Linked DNA regions of Mus musculus: regions 1 and 2 are each linked to region 3. A link is a contact called in public Hi-C and HiChIP or PLAC-seq data. All regions are on one chromosome and are shown on one strand. Each heading gives the region's core, a stretch centred on a gene start, on an enhancer-like site or on the middle of the called end of the contact. The rest is flanking DNA. Distances are from core to core; before and after follow the strand shown. Region 1 holds the start of Rab22a (RAB22A, member RAS oncogene family). Region 2 has its middle 6.3 kb from the start of Gm30143. Region 3 has its middle 53 kb from the start of Vapb.

Region 1 (2,700 bases), core at 148-2,647, 130 kb after region 3:
AGTACCTGGGAGACAGAAGCAGGCAGATTTCTTAGCCTAAGAACTGAGCACAGTGCCAGTCATGGCCAACTAGTGAGAAACCATCTTGAAAGTACTGGGGAAGGATTCTGCAGTTCTTAAGTGACACTAGGACCTCCGGAAAGACCTACGACGGCCTAGTGCTACAGGACTGCGATCTTAGCAAATCTGGGAGGCAGAGGCAGGAGGGTTCCAAGTTCAAGGCCTGCTGAGGCTGAGATTTCAAGGCTATCCTGGGCAACTTCTGGAGATCCTGCTAAAAAAATAGAAGCAAGCAAACTGGGGACACACAACTCAGTGGCGGGACTTGCCTAGGATGTACAAGGTTTAGGTTTAGTCTCTAAGACTGAACTCCTGCTCCCTCCCAAAGTAAAAAGGCCTCTTCAATGCCTGTCCTGTGTGAAAGGTGACTGGACTCACTGGCCTTTTAACATATACCAGTAAAACTATGCGCTCCCAAGTTGCGGAGTAATCGGGATGAACCCTAGCCCCACCCTGCTAAGGGGCAAAAACCATGTAGTTATTGGAATTTTTTTTTTTTCAGTCATTAAAACAGAAACTCAGGAAGGAGATCATTAGAAGGCTCTGAAAAGGCCAAACTACTGTGAGAGGACCGGAAGCTGAACCTTCAAAGTCCTGGTAACTCCTCCCTGTTCTAGTGAAGAGTGAACTTTAATGGAAAGTAACTCTTGCAGAAGTGTCAAAGACGTCCCAAAAGTTCAAAACCATCCCACATTGCTGAAAGGAGGCCAAGTGTGCGCATAAAACCCAAAGCCCTGCTGGGGAGGGTTAACTTTCAGAAACTTGTCTAACTTTAAAGGTGTCCCTCGCAAAGTTGGAAGGAAACTACCTGTGGGCTACTTCACTGTGGGATGGAAAGAGGGCGTCGCTCCGGGGCGCCGGGGGCCACCCTGACACCTGGGGGCCTTGGGTGGGGCACAGCCTGCTGGTCCCGCCGCCCTAAGGGGTCTGTGGGGGGCTGCGTCCCGCGCTGAGCGTAAAGGGGTGCAAGGGGCCCTGGAGTGCCGGGGCCCGCCCGCCCGGCCTCCGCGACCCTCCGGACCCCGCCCGCTGCAACTTACCCCGAGCAGGCACACTTTAAGTTCCCTCAGCGCCATGGCCCGGGAACCAGGGGTGCGGGCCCGCCGCCGCCCTAAGTTGAGGAGGGAGAGGCCCGGCCCAGCACCAGCATCCCCCGGCGCCGCCGCCTCACCGCCAAGTCCCGGCCGAGCACTCCGGGCGGCCGTGCGTCCGCCGCCGCCCTCCGGTCCGGCCGACCCCGTCACTTGTCCGGCGGAGTCACCTCAACAGCCGGGACACCGCCTTGGCCTCCCGGGCGCTACCGCCGCCGCCATCTTGGGACGCCAGCTGGGTCACCTGACCTCCCCGCCCACTTCGGCAGCCACCTTCTCCGCGAGGGCGGGGCGGCCGGCTCGCAGCTCACAGGCGGGTGGGCGGAGCACCAATGGGCGGAGCCTCAGCGTCGCCCCACCCTCCAGCTCCGCCTCAGCCCCATCTTCTCTAAGGAGTGGGCGGGGCGGGATGGGGCGTAATCTTGAAGCTACCACGCCTCTAGCTCCACCTTCCACCCGTCCCAAGATGGCGGCGGGTGAGTGAGGCCAGGCTGGTGGGCGGAGCGCGAGGGATGGGCGTGGCCTCTGGGCTCGCCCCCGCCTCCAGCCCCGCCCTCTGGCACATCCTAAGATGGCGGGTGAGTGGGGTCTAGGCTCAGGGGTCTCCGACGGCTCCCCTTCCCCTCCCCGAGAGCCCCCCTCACCCCACCTCCGCACGAGCCCGGGACTCGCCGCCCGCGCAGCCCCGTGTAGCTCCTTGTGTGTCTTTTGATTTTTTTTCAGAGATCCCTCTGTACTTTGTGGACTTGCAGGATGACTTAGAGGACTGTAAGTAACAGTTGGGGCGCCCCGCCCCTCCTTGGGTCCCTCCCAGAGGACTGTGGGGTGCACTTAGACGGGACAGGAGCCTCAGGTCGAGCCTATCTCGAGCCCGCTTCTTCTCAGGTGCCCTTCCCTCCTGGGCTAGGACTTGGGTCTGTTGGAAACTTTGTCTTCCTGTCACTTTCTCCTCTGGCTGCGCTAGGAGCTGTGAGAGGGAAAGCCAATCCCAACCTGGGAGGAACCTCCTTGGGTTCCTAGTTAGGGCTTGGGAGTGACGCCCTACTTGTGGGCCTGGCCAGCTCCATGTCTTCATGGAGCCCACTGCTTTCCATGTTTTGAGTGGGTCTCTTCCACTTGACCCTTCTCAGCCTCCACTTCTTCTCTGGAATTATTTTAAGAGACAGTAGCTGAGAGAGATGCCACCTTCGAAGTGCAAGTTCCAATTTGTGGCTAATGGACAAACGAAGCTTTGGCTTGTCTATCCAATATAGTTTTTCAGCGCCTACCTCTACTTGCTCGGGCCATTTGTTGGGCTTATGAATTTACAAAGATGAACTAGATCTCCCTCACAAGCCAGAGGGGAGCAGGAAAAAAAAAAAAAAAAAACCCAGGGAGGCTTGCTGGTGGTTGAGGTCAAATCACCTCAGATGACACAAATCACCACAGTCAACTGGGGCTTCCTGAGTCCCAGCCCTAGGAGTTACTTCTGTCCCCTTCCCTTCCCTACCTGAAACTCCCTGACAGGAGTTGATGTTGACTGAGAATGTTTGGTAGACCATTGCAGTGT
Region 2 (2,700 bases), core at 47-2,546, 240 kb before region 3:
GCCCCAGGTACATGTAAGTCAGCCCTTACAGAGCAAACCACCCTGGAGAGGAAGAATGTGCTATTTGGGGCTGCCTGATAAGCAGGCTAGCATCGTTGTCTTCAGAGTATGTGGAGAGGATTCGGTGAGCACACGGTCTGAGGTGCATAAGAGATGGCCACCAGCACTGCTAAGTACAAATAAGGATCCAGCCTGGAGTCATTGAGGAGCTGTCTCTAAAGACCGTGGGTCTCCTTTCAACAGGGAAGGTGTTCTGCTGCTCTCTGGTCCCCTACAGAGGCCTCCTGCCTTGGAATGTGACTCATAACACCATCACCCTTTTCTGACTGTTTCCCAGCTTCCTATTTCACTGAGAACAGAACCCCACCTCCATCCTACAGCCAGAGGCCTCATCTGCGGCCATCCAATCTTGCCCTCCTCAGCCAATCCCACTGCCTGAGACAGAGGGTCTTTGCAGTTAGCTCTTCTTTCCATTTAAGCCTGCTCCTGGAGTAGCTCTCTTAGTCATGTATTCCTGAAACTACTGACTTCTCTGCCTGGTTGTTACCCAGTCTCCATTTAGGATGTGTCTCCCTAGCTCCCACCCTGTAGCAAGCCCTGGGCTGTCAGCATGCAGATCTGTGGGGTTTGCACCCCAATTCACGAATGTGGTAATTTCAGGCAATCCCCATGTCTACAGAGACACCTCAAGTGGTGCTTCTGTCTGCCTGAAGCACTCCTGTTATTCACCTGCCTCATGAGACCCTTGTCTTGAGACCTTGTCATGAGACCTTGTGTGGTGCTTGGGTCTTCCGTGCCATACCCAGAAGGGCAAGCTGGCTGTATAGGAAAGGATGGTGATTCTGTTGGGGGCAGGTAGCTCCCCAATAAAGAGTCACATGTGAGAGACACCTGCATGGGTAGACTGAGCACCGGGGGCACAGATCAATATTCACAGGGTGCTGAGAAGGGCAATCTTGGAAAGAGTGTCTGTCCTGCCAACCTCTGCTGAGGTCTGCAGAGAGAAAAACATCCATAGCCTCTGGAGTTAAGTCTCTTTCCCAAAGAGCCGCTAGGCTGACACCACCCCACCCCAGGGAAGGTGGGTGTGTGTGGTGAGAAGGCTGGCTGAGAACGGAGGCCAGTGGGGAGGCCCTACCCAGCACGGCCCCCACTGCCCACAGCTCAGCGGCCCCCACTGCCCACAGCTCAGCGGCCCCCACTGCCCACAGCTCAGCGGCCCCCACTGTCCACAGCTCAGCGGCCTCCACTGTCTGCAGCTCAGCGGTGACTCATCCAGGCTCTGACTTCAACACCCTCTGCACATTAATGAGGCTTTAGCGTGACAGAAGAACAGGGAGAGAGGGAAAAGCAGGCTCAGGAACATTGTACAAGCACCTATTTGCAAAAACCTGAGCACCGCACACACTCACCATGTACAATTATCTACACACACACACACACACACACACGGACTGGCACACTATATTTGTTATTCATGGTCACGTGCACATACTGCACTGTATATTCTCACATACATACTCCCATGTACATAGACACACTACCTCCTGTACACACTCATGCACACACACACTCATGCACATACTGTATACTCACTGCACACATAGGCACATGAGCACACTGTATTTGAAATGCATTCTCATGCATACACACTGCATTAAATATTCACACATGCACATAGTCATACTGACCTTCCTGTGCACACACTATACACAGTGCACTTGCTTCAGTCTCTGGGTCCCCACACCCAAGCCTGACAAGAGCAGCAAGTTGTCCCATGTGTGCCATGTGTGCACACGCAGTTCACCAGGCACATCATAGTTTGGTATTTTCATTTGAAAACTCACTTCAGTTGACGCTCTTCTAGGTTAAAAAGTTCTCTGGTCTTCCTCTCAGTAGCCTGCTCATAGCCAGTATGAAAACTTCCATTCCAGTTTTAACAAGGAGAGAGGGAAAGAGATGGGGAGAGAGTCTGTCTCAAACTGTCTCCAACTCAACTGGGTCTGAACCCTGAAGTCAAGTTAGCCTGATCATAACCCAGCTAGAAACTCTAACCCCAGCAAAACACCCAGCTTTTGGCTACATCTTTGTTGCAGTCCTAGGGGATCTTAAACCACAACATAATATATCATATTTGAACTGGAAAGCCAGCGATATCGGGAACATTAAGCCTCAGTGTGCTGCTTACTTCTCCGAGACTCAGAGGCCGGGGCTGGAGAGGCGACTGGGTCACTTGATAGTTAATGTTTATCGTCACCTTTACGGGACTGAGAACATTCCAGAACTTAGCAAACCACATGTCTGGGTGGTCTTCAAGGACCACCAGGGTTAGATCATGAGGACTTGGACCCAATGCATAGTTTAAATCACTGATGGATCTAAAATATGAGTAGACTTTTGGAAGATACCAAGACTGGGATAGAGGCCTGGTCTGAGGAATAGCTCCCTGGAAGTGTGTCTGTCCAGGCTCTGTGTTGTATTGCCCCTTCCTGTTATGGCTCTATTCTGCTTCCTGTTGCCATGGAGTGAACCCCCGGTTTCTCTACATGTTCCCTCCCACATGCTGGTTATTTCACAGTGGACCCCCAAAGCCCAGTGCTACCTCATGATGGACTGAACACTCAGAAAATGGGAGCGGAGTAAATTCTTATTCTCCTTATGTCAGGTATTCTGTGGCCGTGACCAGAAAACCGATACAGA
Region 3 (2,700 bases), core at 51-2,550:
TCCCTCATCCCTCCATTGTGCCTCCTATACGGAGCACCGAAGCTCTGGCTGTCTGCAGCAGCGTCCAGCCAAGGCTCCCTACACCCCAGATGTGTCTGCCTCTCTGTTTCTTGATTGCAGAAGGGGGCTGGCTGGGGATCTCTGCCACATGTCCTCCCTCGGCACTTTCATTCAAGTCTCAGACTGAATACTATCTCCTCAAGAAGACTAGCATTAGTGCCTCCCCCCAAAACATCACCCCCCCCCCTCTCTTCCACCCACCATGGCCACATGTTGATCAGTGTTAGAAGGGCTTTTAATTCATTCATGTCTATCTTCTAGACAATGTAACCCCATCTCAGCATCTTCCCGGTGGGCTCAGAAATGCCTGGGGCCGGGTGGAAAGGGCCTGAGAACATAGGTGACTCTTGAGGATACAGGGACTGGTGAAAGCCAAAGGCCACTTGTGGCCTCCCTGGTGGGAAAGACTGAAGCAGTTTCTCTGTAGCTTCCATATGGAGACATGTGGGCACAGAGAGGGGCTTGGCACAGGGCTTCACAGTAAGCAGAGGCTTGGGTCAGCTAGATCCCGGCTGGGGACAGAGGTCAGGGCGTTCTAGGAGGAATGTGGGGGCTTCTTGCTGTAACAGGGAAGGTCATTTGGAATGGCTCAGCAGGTCCTGTGCTACCTGGTTACATACGCTAAATCAGAGGGTGCTTCCGGGCTGGGCTTCGTTCGCTATGCCCACTATGGAGAGAGCTGACAGAAGAAAGCCTCTTTTAGTGAGGAGAGAAGTGGTGGGCAGAGGCCAGGGCCTCGAAACCCCCAGGCCTTGCCACCCTGGCAGAGAGAGAGACCCAGAAGCATTCTCCTTGGCAGAAGGGAAGAGCCTAGTCTCGGCTGTGAAAAAACAAAACAAAATTAATGTTCTCCACTGTGTGTGCAGTCACGTTGACAGGGAGGCAAAGCCCGTGCGGTTGATAATTTCACAGTGCAAGTCCCAGGAGAGCAAAAGAGCTTTTTTTCTTTTTAATAAAAAGTTTAGATTGTACACAGCTCTCGGAGGCCCGTTAGCTACCAGACTCTGCCTAGCAGAGGCCGTTGTTTCTTTGCTTTTCTCTAAGCGAATGTGTTTAATCTCCCAGCGGTACCACCGAGCAAAGAAGCAGTGTGTGTGTGTGTGTGTGTGTGTGTGTGTGTGTGTGTGTGTGTGTGTGTGTGTGTGTGTGCTGCTGACGCTCGCTCGGCCTCTCCGTGTGTCCTCTCCTGGGAGCCAGGGTGACTCAGGCTCTGGCTGGAGCCTCTGACGCAGGTGGAATTGCATTAGGGCCCTGGCAGGGGCTGGTGCAGGGCCATTAGTCACTGATGAGGGCTGGGGGCAGGGGTTGTTCCCACTTACAGAGGTGGGCTTCGGGTGGCAGCCGTCCACCTCCCGTCTGCTCAGAGCTAGTCACCTGAAGAGATGGAAGACCCACTTCCACAAAGGGCAGAAATCATCCGTCCACACTGGAGGACTCTCCTATAGTCCAGGCAGCCCCCTCCTCCATGCCAGCCATTCTGTGGTCATCTCTGTTTTCTCACAGAGCTCAGCCCACTCCTTCCGGCTCCTTCAGCCCCTGCTCAGCTGGGTTGTCGCCCCCTACATCTCCATCACACATTTATCAACAACATCCTGTTTATTCACTTGGATCTCCAGAACAGCAGACCTCCTGTCAGGGCCCCTGCTGGGCCTCCCGCTTGCAGTGTCACCTGGCCCTGCAGGCGGGAGCTTACCAAACACTGGCTGAATGGGTAAATGCCGCCCGCATCCTGTCTGGAGGCTCAGGATGGGCTATTAAGTATCTACAAGGCACACACTGGCTTTAAGCACTCTCCATACTGCTTTTTCAGAAAGAATGGACGGAGCCAAACGCAGACATAAGACCTGGAGGACACTTGGCTCTCTTGGGGTAGTTGGTTTTAGAGCATCGAGGGTAACTCCTGTCTCAGATCAGGAGGCCACGGGACCTGACACTGTCCCAGGCACCCCAAGGGACCGAGAGGTCCTGAACCCCTTGAAAGAGCCATAGGTCGGTCAAGCCTCCTGCCCTGGCCCTGAAGGCCTGCCCCACAGCAGGTGACTGGCAGAGGGCTCTAGGCCATCCAGCCCCCAATTAGAAAACCAACAACACTGTGCAGACTTGTTGAGGGGGGCCTCCTCCCAGTGTGTTGCCCTTCCTAGGGGGCATTTAATAATTGATATCTTAGTCCTGGGGTACCTTTTAAATCTCTTAGACTAAGGGGAGAAGTAACAAGCAAAGGAGGTCTTGTTTGTTAAAAGAAATGCAAGACACCTCAGGAGGGAGTCCGGCTTTCAGACTCTGAGCTGAAGAGGGTCAGGGCTCTGTTCCTCTCCCTCCACTTCCTTCAGAAGTTCTAGGCTAAGTAGAAAGGGAGAAGAGAATGTGGCCAGCAAGATGGGAGTGAGACTGAGGCTGGGATGGATAGGTAGTAGCTCCTCCCTGACAGTAGGCCTTGGAGAGCTGAATTCGTAGGTGGTCAGGATAAGGCTCAGAAGCAAGCTCATGTGTCACAGGTCTGGGCTTAGAGAACTGGCTGCCTGGCCAGCTTACAACAACAGAAGAGCAGAAGGGCTGGGCACAGGGCATCTTTGCAGTGCTTCTAAGTGTGTAAATTAAGGAGTTGTGTCCAGCTAGAGCCAGAGAAGAACCAAACATTCA

What was found. A called contact is a pair of places that touch in the nucleus more often than the background predicts. HiChIP or PLAC-seq counts read pairs in DNA pulled down with a chosen protein or histone mark.
Region 1: a Hi-C map of muscle stem cells shows a contact between it and region 3, with 2.8 times the contacts expected there. The contact joins the promoter of Rab22a here to the enhancer-like site in region 3. A contact is called at or near these places in 5 of 484 Hi-C or Micro-C datasets (muscle stem cells, nephron progenitors and uterus), 2 of 115 datasets of contacts at active chromatin or transcription factors (the 230-238 cell line and pancreatic cancer cells) and 1 of 9 other capture datasets (pancreatic islet).
Region 2: an HNF4G HiChIP or PLAC-seq map of pancreatic cancer cells shows a contact between it and region 3. The contact joins two enhancer-like sites. A contact is called at or near these places in 1 of 484 Hi-C or Micro-C datasets (muscle stem cells) and 1 of 115 datasets of contacts at active chromatin or transcription factors (pancreatic cancer cells).

The regions. Positions count from the first base shown.
Region 1 is chr2:173,658,542-173,661,241 of GRCm38.p6, reverse strand. Rab22a (RAB22A, member RAS oncogene family) reads right to left here and starts at 1,397. Exons shown (of 7, transcript NM_024436.3): 1 at 1,101-1,397. The coding sequence starts at 1,136. It also overlaps the pseudogene Ppp4r1l-ps.
Region 2 is chr2:174,024,222-174,026,921 of GRCm38.p6, reverse strand. No RefSeq gene overlaps it. Among named protein-coding and RNA genes, the nearest start is that of Gm30143, 6.3 kb to the right of the region's middle. Within about 2 kb of position 1,296, at least 32 of the 459 cell types and tissues checked have an H3K27ac peak or open chromatin away from gene starts, as enhancers often do. A contact at or near this core is called in muscle stem cells and pancreatic cancer cells, where this site is marked.
Region 3 is chr2:173,789,026-173,791,725 of GRCm38.p6, reverse strand. It overlaps the pseudogene Gm14371. Among named protein-coding and RNA genes, the nearest start is that of Vapb, 53 kb to the right of the region's middle. Within about 2 kb of position 1,300, at least 109 of the 459 cell types and tissues checked have an H3K27ac peak or open chromatin away from gene starts, as enhancers often do. A contact at or near this core is called in muscle stem cells, nephron progenitors, pancreatic cancer cells and 2 more, where this site is marked.